2 separate regions of the Nomascus leucogenys genome follow, and region 1 is linked to region 2. Evidence: chromatin contacts called from public Hi-C data. All regions are on one chromosome and are shown on one strand. Each heading gives the region's core, a stretch centred on a gene start, on an enhancer-like site or on the middle of the called end of the contact. The rest is flanking DNA. Distances are from core to core; before and after follow the strand shown. Region 1 has its middle 59 kb from the start of PELI1. Region 2 holds the start of PELI1 (E3 ubiquitin-protein ligase pellino homolog 1).

What was found. A called contact is a pair of places that touch in the nucleus more often than the background predicts.
Region 1: a contact with region 2 is called in a Hi-C map of a lymphoblastoid cell line, with 2.5 times the contacts expected there. The contact joins the enhancer-like site here to the promoter of PELI1 in region 2. A contact is called at or near these places in 2 of 4 Hi-C or Micro-C datasets (a lymphoblastoid cell line and an unstated tissue).

The regions. Positions count from the first base shown.
Region 1 is chr14:28,807,393-28,811,270 of Asia_NLE_v1, forward strand. No RefSeq gene overlaps it. Among named protein-coding and RNA genes, the nearest start is that of PELI1, 59 kb to the left of the region's middle. Within about 2 kb of position 2,334, the one cell type or tissue checked has an H3K27ac peak away from gene starts, as active enhancers do. A contact at or near this core is called in a lymphoblastoid cell line, where this site is marked.
Region 2 is chr14:28,748,852-28,752,616 of Asia_NLE_v1, forward strand. It overlaps PELI1 (E3 ubiquitin-protein ligase pellino homolog 1), which reads right to left and starts at 1,933. Exons shown (of 7, transcript XM_003262453.3): 1 at 1,537-1,933.

The DNA of each region.
Region 1 (3,878 bases), core at 1,084-3,583, 59 kb after region 2:
CAAGCACTGCAGTCGATTCTGAAGATACAAAAATAAACAAAACATTCCTGCCCTCAAGACACTTACACTCTTATGTGTAACATTGTGTGACCATTCATCTGGGCCTTCCTGAGACAGTCTTGGTTTATACCTGTTTTCCCAATGTAAGTATAAATAGCACCCCCTTTCACTCTCAAGTGTTCCTTTTTAGATGATAAATTATATATACCCTAGTAATAATATTTCCCACTAGATGATGTTTTTAAAATACTTGTAATTCTTGAATATAAATAAAAAGTACAAACAGCAAAGGACCAAAAATGTACTTGACACTCTGTTTTCATTTTGGAATCACTATTTCTGTCACTGAGCGTCAGTTTAAGTCAGCTCACTGGGAAAATGTGAACTTGGTTCACATTATTTTTGTTGTGGTTTTACATTGTTTTACAAAATGCAGCTGCTATCCAATCTCTATAGGGAGGAAGAAATGAATGGCATGAAAACTTAAGAAGATGAGAGAATACTGCAATAAATGGAGATTATAGTATGTATCATATCACATACTCAACTCCAGTTTTGGTACAGGCCAAAGATGAATAGGGCACAGAGGTCTTTAAGGGCAAAAGCAGTGTCAGGTAGAGCAGCCAAAGCAATGGCTGAAGGCAGTTGTTGTCAAGGACCTCTGATCTTAGAATTCAACGTGGCATGTGGCTTTCCCTCAGACTCTGGTTTCTACTCCATTTCTAAAAACATTCAACTCAATGGTTTTTAAAACTATCCGTGATGTACTTTTGTGAAAGGTTGGTGTTTGCAGAACTTCTCATTACACATCATTCTGTGTACTGTTGTCTGAATATGTATATGTATGTATTTTGATATTGAAGACAGACTATTTTTAGTTTCCTTTGGATATGTTTGGAGAAACTCCTAACTGTTGCTATGCTGCTATGGAAACGGTATCCACGTATACTGACATGTTTACAATTGCTTAAAACACTATAAACTTTCCAGGGCAAAGGCAAACAGCTTACTTCTATCAAAGTTGCTCCATGCTTTCCTTTTTTTATTAGTTTATTTATTACTCTCAGCCCCACGTTGGAATCTGTTTCATCTGTGCCTGCATTAAAGAGATTTTTTTTTTTTTTTTTTTTTTTTGCTGACCTGCATATTCGTTTAATTGATTTCACATTCACAACTATAGTGGCGCTGACAGCCAGTGAAAAATTTTCCCTGAAATAAAAAATATTCCTTGTTAGGAGTTAAGAATTGAATACCTGCTAGTTTCTCAGATGAAAAATGGAAAGAATAATTCTTTAGAGTATGTTGACAATCTACCTAGAATTTTCAAGTGTAGGAGACTTTGAAAGTAGCTTAAATGTAATGATTGTAATTATTATTTGTGTATACAAAATGAATTCCTAATTGCTAGGAAACTTGCAAATCTAAAAAGGAGGTTTATTGCTTTTTTTCAAGCATAGGAAAAACTAGGTGGCTGACAATCTTTACAATTTTTGGAGAAAAGAATCTTAACAAAACCACAGGAAAGAAAGTGAATAAGAACCTGTTTGTTTGAAGACATCAGAAAAGTGGTTTTTGTCAGGGCTGTTTTCTAGGAGTCAAAAAATATTTGAAAGTAGAATCTATAATTGTGACTCATACAGCAGTGGGTCCTGATTACATAAAAAAGGCATACACGCTCTAGTAGAGCATATTTTTTAATAGAATTTTAAACCCAGAGTACTTTCTCCTTTAAAATCTCTTTTCCAAAATTTGATACCTATTTTGCATAAGTATACAGTAGAACAAATTTAGGCTATCATGATGGAGTCTACTTTCCTCTCCCTTCTACTGAAATCTCCTTTTTGTCATCTTCTTGAAATGGTCATTTTAAGTCACACGTAAAAAACAAAACAAAACACCAAATAGAAGTTCTATGGGAATGGAAATGATTCACGGAGAGGTGGTTGCAGCAGGGAACTGGGCCTCGCTTGCATCTGGAGGTCAGGGCTCTGTAGAGCCAGTACTTCCCCCTGACCCAGGCCCCTTTCCAGCAGTGTTTATATGCTTTCTCCGCTTCAGCTGATCAGAGGATATTCCATTCTAAGCCTTTCATGGGACAATGTTTATGTGATTTTTTTTTCTTCTTCTCTGTGGGGAGGATTCCTCCCTGCCTCTTGGAGCTTAGCAGCACTAAGAAATGTCATCCTAAGGTCACATTTAGATTAAAACCCAGTAAAACCTGATGGACTTGTTATAGCAAGTGACTGTGAGGGACATGCACAGTATGATGACTGTGGCTTGCTAGTCTACCAGGGGGACAGGAGCTGGGGTGGGTCACAGGAGGTCCTAACGGGGAGGCGAATCTGCTTTAGCAGCAGCTCATGTCAAGAGGCTGGGTGTTGCGGCATTAATTCTCCTGGGTTGGGAGCCTGGGCAGGGTGGGTGTCAAGTGGCTCTGGCAACTGGACCCCTTCAGGGTTACCCTCAGGATCAGGATGAAAAGGAGGAAGTCAGGCAGGAGCAGCAGCGCGGTTCATGCAGAGAGCACCCCGGGCAGCCACAAACTGGCTTGCTCCGTTCAGATTTCTCTTAAACAGCAGTTTTCCGTTTCTGTTCTATGGCCTCTGAGGGAATTTCCCAAATTAACCTTCACTAAGCTTTCCCGAGGGACTGTTTTTGAGGGCTGATGGGGGAATTTCCCCCTTTTGACCACACTGTTGCCCAGAGACTTATTGCTGCTCTTCATCTGGGGATTTTCTCACTGGCATTTTGCTACTTCCTGTTTCCCAAGAGTCTCTGCTCTCTGGGAACTGAAGAGTTATCAAGAGAAGGGGACAAACAGCCTTTAGGAAAAAGGGGAGGAGGGTATATTTAATACAGTGGTGATTTTCTTCCTCTCCTTTAGTTCTTTGCTACAGTAACTTTGGATTTGAAAATCAGGCCCAGGGAGCTTGCTGAGAGCTTTGGATTCATTACTCTAAGCATTCCACAGGAACTTGAGTTGTACGGTGTAATCACAAATCACATAAATTGGTTTATTAGAATTGGTTTATTAGATTGGTTTATTAGAATATCTTTCCTCTATTTGGGATGGATAGAAACTCCTGTGTTAAAAGAAACCACTAAAGAAATCATTACTCCTTTTACTTAGTGAAAATGCACTACCACTTGAATGTTTCCTGTGTGTCAGCCATGGCACTGGGGCTTTGCATACATTTCTCGTTTGATGCTAGCAACAACCTGGGGGAATAGGGCTTATTCAGACTCATTTAATAGATAAGCAAACCAAGCCTCGAAGATGCTCTGAGAGGTTAACTGACAACCACATTTTCCCGGCTGGTATTAAGCAAAGCTCCAATTCTGTGGATTCCTAAAGCCTATGCTCATATTTACTCAGCTATAAATTTGTATTGAATTGGGGATTTGTTTCATGGGTCTTTTAGGTGCTATTACCAGGAAAGCAGCGGGAGAGACCCCGAGAAGAAGTAGATCCCCAAAACCAGAGGCGAAAATATTTTAGGGAGCAGTATTGATAGTCCTTGGCTTAACCCTGTGCACTTGCCAGGCCCTTTTGCCGTGTCACCTGGAAAAAGCTGCTGACTTGAAAGGTGACAGGAATAAATATATAAAAGAAACTTCAACTGAACCAATTCATTAGTTCTTTCTCTTAGAGAACCTTTCCACCTAACCACTGCTGTCACCTTGCTACTTCCTACCCTAGCTTTGTACATTTTATCAAGGGTATTAGAAATAATTCCCCTGGGGACAGGTCTCAGAATCTCTCTGGCCCTGCTCTGTGGAAGTTGACATCTAGAGAAAATAGTGTTCTGGAATTGCTCTACCTCCTTGACTCTTGATGCTCTTAAGCCAGTTGAGTGTCTGTGCATGCATGTGTGTGC
Region 2 (3,765 bases), core at 683-3,182:
AATAAGGTCCTCAGAGTTAAAGATTTTTCTCCAGAAGAGTTTGTTGGTATAAATTAAAAAACATAAGGAATTCATATGCTGTATTTGTACAATAAGAACAATGTTTTGAGACATGTAAATCTTATCACTCAGAAAATATTTTGTTGGCTATAAAGAAAACGCATCGTAAACTGAAACAGAACTGAATAAAGTGAACCTTTACCACAATTAAAATATTTTAAATTCACCCTATTTTGCGAACTGAATAATAAATTCATTTATCCTTAAGTGTAAGAGTAATACATATTCAACACAGTAAAGGACAATGCCATTTCTGAAACAAAAGATCATGTGCAATGAAAACAAAGTAACATTCTGCAGAGAAAGAAAAAGTAAAGAGCCTGTGAACCGAAACACATGACCTTTTCTTATATATAAAGCTTCAGTTTTTAGCACAACCAGCACCTTATGAACAAAGTTCTCAATAATATTTGTTGATATACTGTTTGATGACTAAACGACAGGAATATTGTTGGTGCTGTTAAAACCAAGGCACATTTCCTTGTGTGTAGTGATTAAAATCTGTTAAATGTACATTTTTTAAAAACCTCTGCCCTCTGTCCCATTCTTGCTCTCTTACAAGACCTGCACGTACAAAAATAAAAGTAGATGGTGACGTGAGTTTATGATTTACATTAATTTCCCTACTCGGGGCATTTTTCACTAAGTCTTTAGAGGTTTTAAGATTCAAACACTATGTAAGAAGAATTATGGTTTGAACTACGTAACAATTACCTAGACATCTTTTGGACTTCAGTTAACCTGTAAGTAAAATGAGTATCTTTAACTTTTCCACGGGGCTTTGGAGAACGGGTTCTTCCTCATAAACGCTTTCATATCCTCAGACACTGGGCGCGGTAGAAGATCAAGCATATCCATCAATTAGAGAGCTTTTCACGACCTCAGTTTACCCACTTAGGGAAACGGACGTATTAACTTGTTTCCTAGGGGACCCGGGAGTGAAATTAATTAGTGTGTTTAAAATGCTCTGAGATCCAAAGATGAAAGGAAATGTGAAAGACGCGCAGAGATGATGACAACAATCATAACAATAAAAAGAATGACTAACTTGAAGTCTGCGTTATGTAAGGGAGGAAAAGAAGTTATCAGATCCGCACAAACAAAAGGGAAACCCACCGCCCCTTTTGTTTCTCTCATTTCCCTCTCCTCCCCGCCACCCGCAGAGCTCCCCTCTCGCAGCCGGAGCGCGCAGCCAGCCAGGCGCGGGGCTCGGAGTTCGCCGCCGCGCGCCCCGCTCCCGGGCGGAGGGGGAGGCCGCACAGGGCCGGTTCCTGACAAAGGCGCTTCCTCCAGCCAGGGCGCGGGATGGAGGCGCCGCAAACTCCGCTCCCCGCCGCCGCGGGGGCGCAGGGGCGCGCAGGCGGGCAGGGAGAGCCGGCTGGCTGGCCGCTAGGGAAGCCGCCGAGGAAGTTGCGCGCCCGCCCTCCCCGCGCCCCTCGGCGGCCCCGCCGCCATCCATCCCGCGGCCACACTTACCGGACAATTGCTGGTGGCCGGGATCCCAGAGACGCCCCCGAGACCCGAGGCGAGAGGGTGAACTGTTGTGCGCGGGGAGCGCGAGTAGACAGCCTGCCGTTCCGCCGCTGCCCTCCGCGCCAGCCAGCCGAGCCCAGCGAGGGGAAGTTGACCACGGAGCCGAGCGCTGAGGAGCTGCGGACGCAGGGAGAGGCGCTGGGGCTGCTTTGTGGTGCGCTCCCGGAGGGCTGGGGACCAATTCGACCGCGCCGCGGGGCTGGCGCTGCTGCTGCTGCTACTGCTGCTGGTGGAGGCGGCGGCGGCGCCCCCCGACGGTCCCTCCGCCTCACACAGCCTCTGGGTCACTGACACACACTCGCAGGGAGGGGAGGGGTCTAGCCGTAGGGCGGGGCCTGAGGGAGGGGACGGGGCAGGGCCACAGCGGAAGGCGGTGTCGCCGCGCCGAGAAGGCTCTTGGGAATTGTAGTTCTCCGCTTGAAGAAAAAAGGGATGCATTGTTGTCCAGCACCCGACCAGGCTCACTCTGCACTGAGCATGCTCGAGGGCGAGGTTTGGGCCGCCCCCTCCCACCGTTACCAGGGTCACCGACACACTTAGCGAACGTGTTCAGTGCTGCTGTTGGCTGAACAAGGGCGGTCTTGTATTAAGGTGTTGTTGGGGATCCAGCCCTTAGACGGTCCTTCCTACTTCGCTCCACCCCCAACTCCTAGCCTCACCAGTCGTAAGTACCCAGTGAGGTCTGACTTCCTCTCCATATTTCAGTCTTCCCTGCTGCGTAATTTATCTTCCACAAACCCTAAATCATAAATTCCTCTGTCCCTCACTTCCCTCAATTGAATCATCTCTAAATTCAATTTTCTTTACCTAAGACTTGTTGAAATGTAGTTGTTTCCAGTAATTGAACAATTAAGTTATAAAATTTAGGAATATCACCACTATCAAAATCCTGTAATTAATTACTTTGCTCAGTTAGTCACATCTAACTTTAAGATTAGCAAAGGCAAAGTACAGGATTAAGACCCCTGTATTTTACTTGATTACTATAAAAGAATCCGGGTTCGTTCATTTTAAGGCCTACAGTTTTTAAGACATACAAATTTTATAAAGTATACGTTGAAAAGACAAGTTGAAAATTGTTTATATGTATTGGCCAACTTTAGTTTGGTAATAAGAGCAGTCTGAACCAAGGTATGAGTATGTTGTTGGGCTGGTCAGCTAAGTCTACACCCATCTTGGGCACCCAGGTGTGGATAGGTGGTAGGGAGGAGGGTGGAGAAAGGCAGGACACATTACTGGCTCTCCAGAGAGCTAAAGGCAACACGTCCTGAGCGTTTTTGTTTTCCTTCTCTGCCTACCTAGAACCCCACACCCTGGAAGAAAAAGATTAATGCTTGGGAATCAGACACACTTTTGGAGCAAGGCTTTCAGGGAGTCTCAAGATCAGAAATCCTTATATCTACAGACTATACAATTATACGCTCATTCAAAAAATGCTTGTTGAGTGTCTACTTGTGCTAGGCACTGTTTTGAGCCCCAGAAATAGAGATACAAAAATGTAAAAGAAACATTCTTATTTTCAGAGTGCTTACTATGCAAAGGAGGAGACAGGTAAATAGACTTAATTTGAGAAGTACTACAATAGGAAAATGCACAGCTATCCACAGATGTGGGCAAAATCAGGAAATGCTTCAAAGATCACTTGAGATAACTAGGAATTAGCATGTTTGTGCATTTTGGTAGGGGAGGAGGAAGAGAGAGGTGGGTGAGAGCATTGGGGGTGGTGTTGGGGAGGGCATCAAGTGCAAATACCTAGAGGTGTGAGACCCAAACGTATTTTGGTTCAGCAAATAGTTGCATTGCTGGCAGTAGAATGGAGTTGGGGGAGTGGCAGGAGGAGACACTGAAAAAGGTAAGGGAGACAGCTTAGATAATGTAGAATCTTGCACAATATGCTAAGGAACATGGACCTTTTCTTGGAAACAATGGGAAGCCACACAAGAATTGTAAGCACATGAAATTTTGATAAGATAGGCATTTTAGAAAGATCACTCTATGGAGTGTGGCATGTATGGGACCTGTTACAGTATTACAGGGGAAAAAACCATGAGAGACTGAACTAATGTAAGGCAGTGGCAGAAGAGAAAACTGAGGGTAATCAGACACTATTCAGGGGATAGAATATAGAACATCGTGACTAATTGCCTAGGTTTGGGGGTGAAGGGAAAAGTA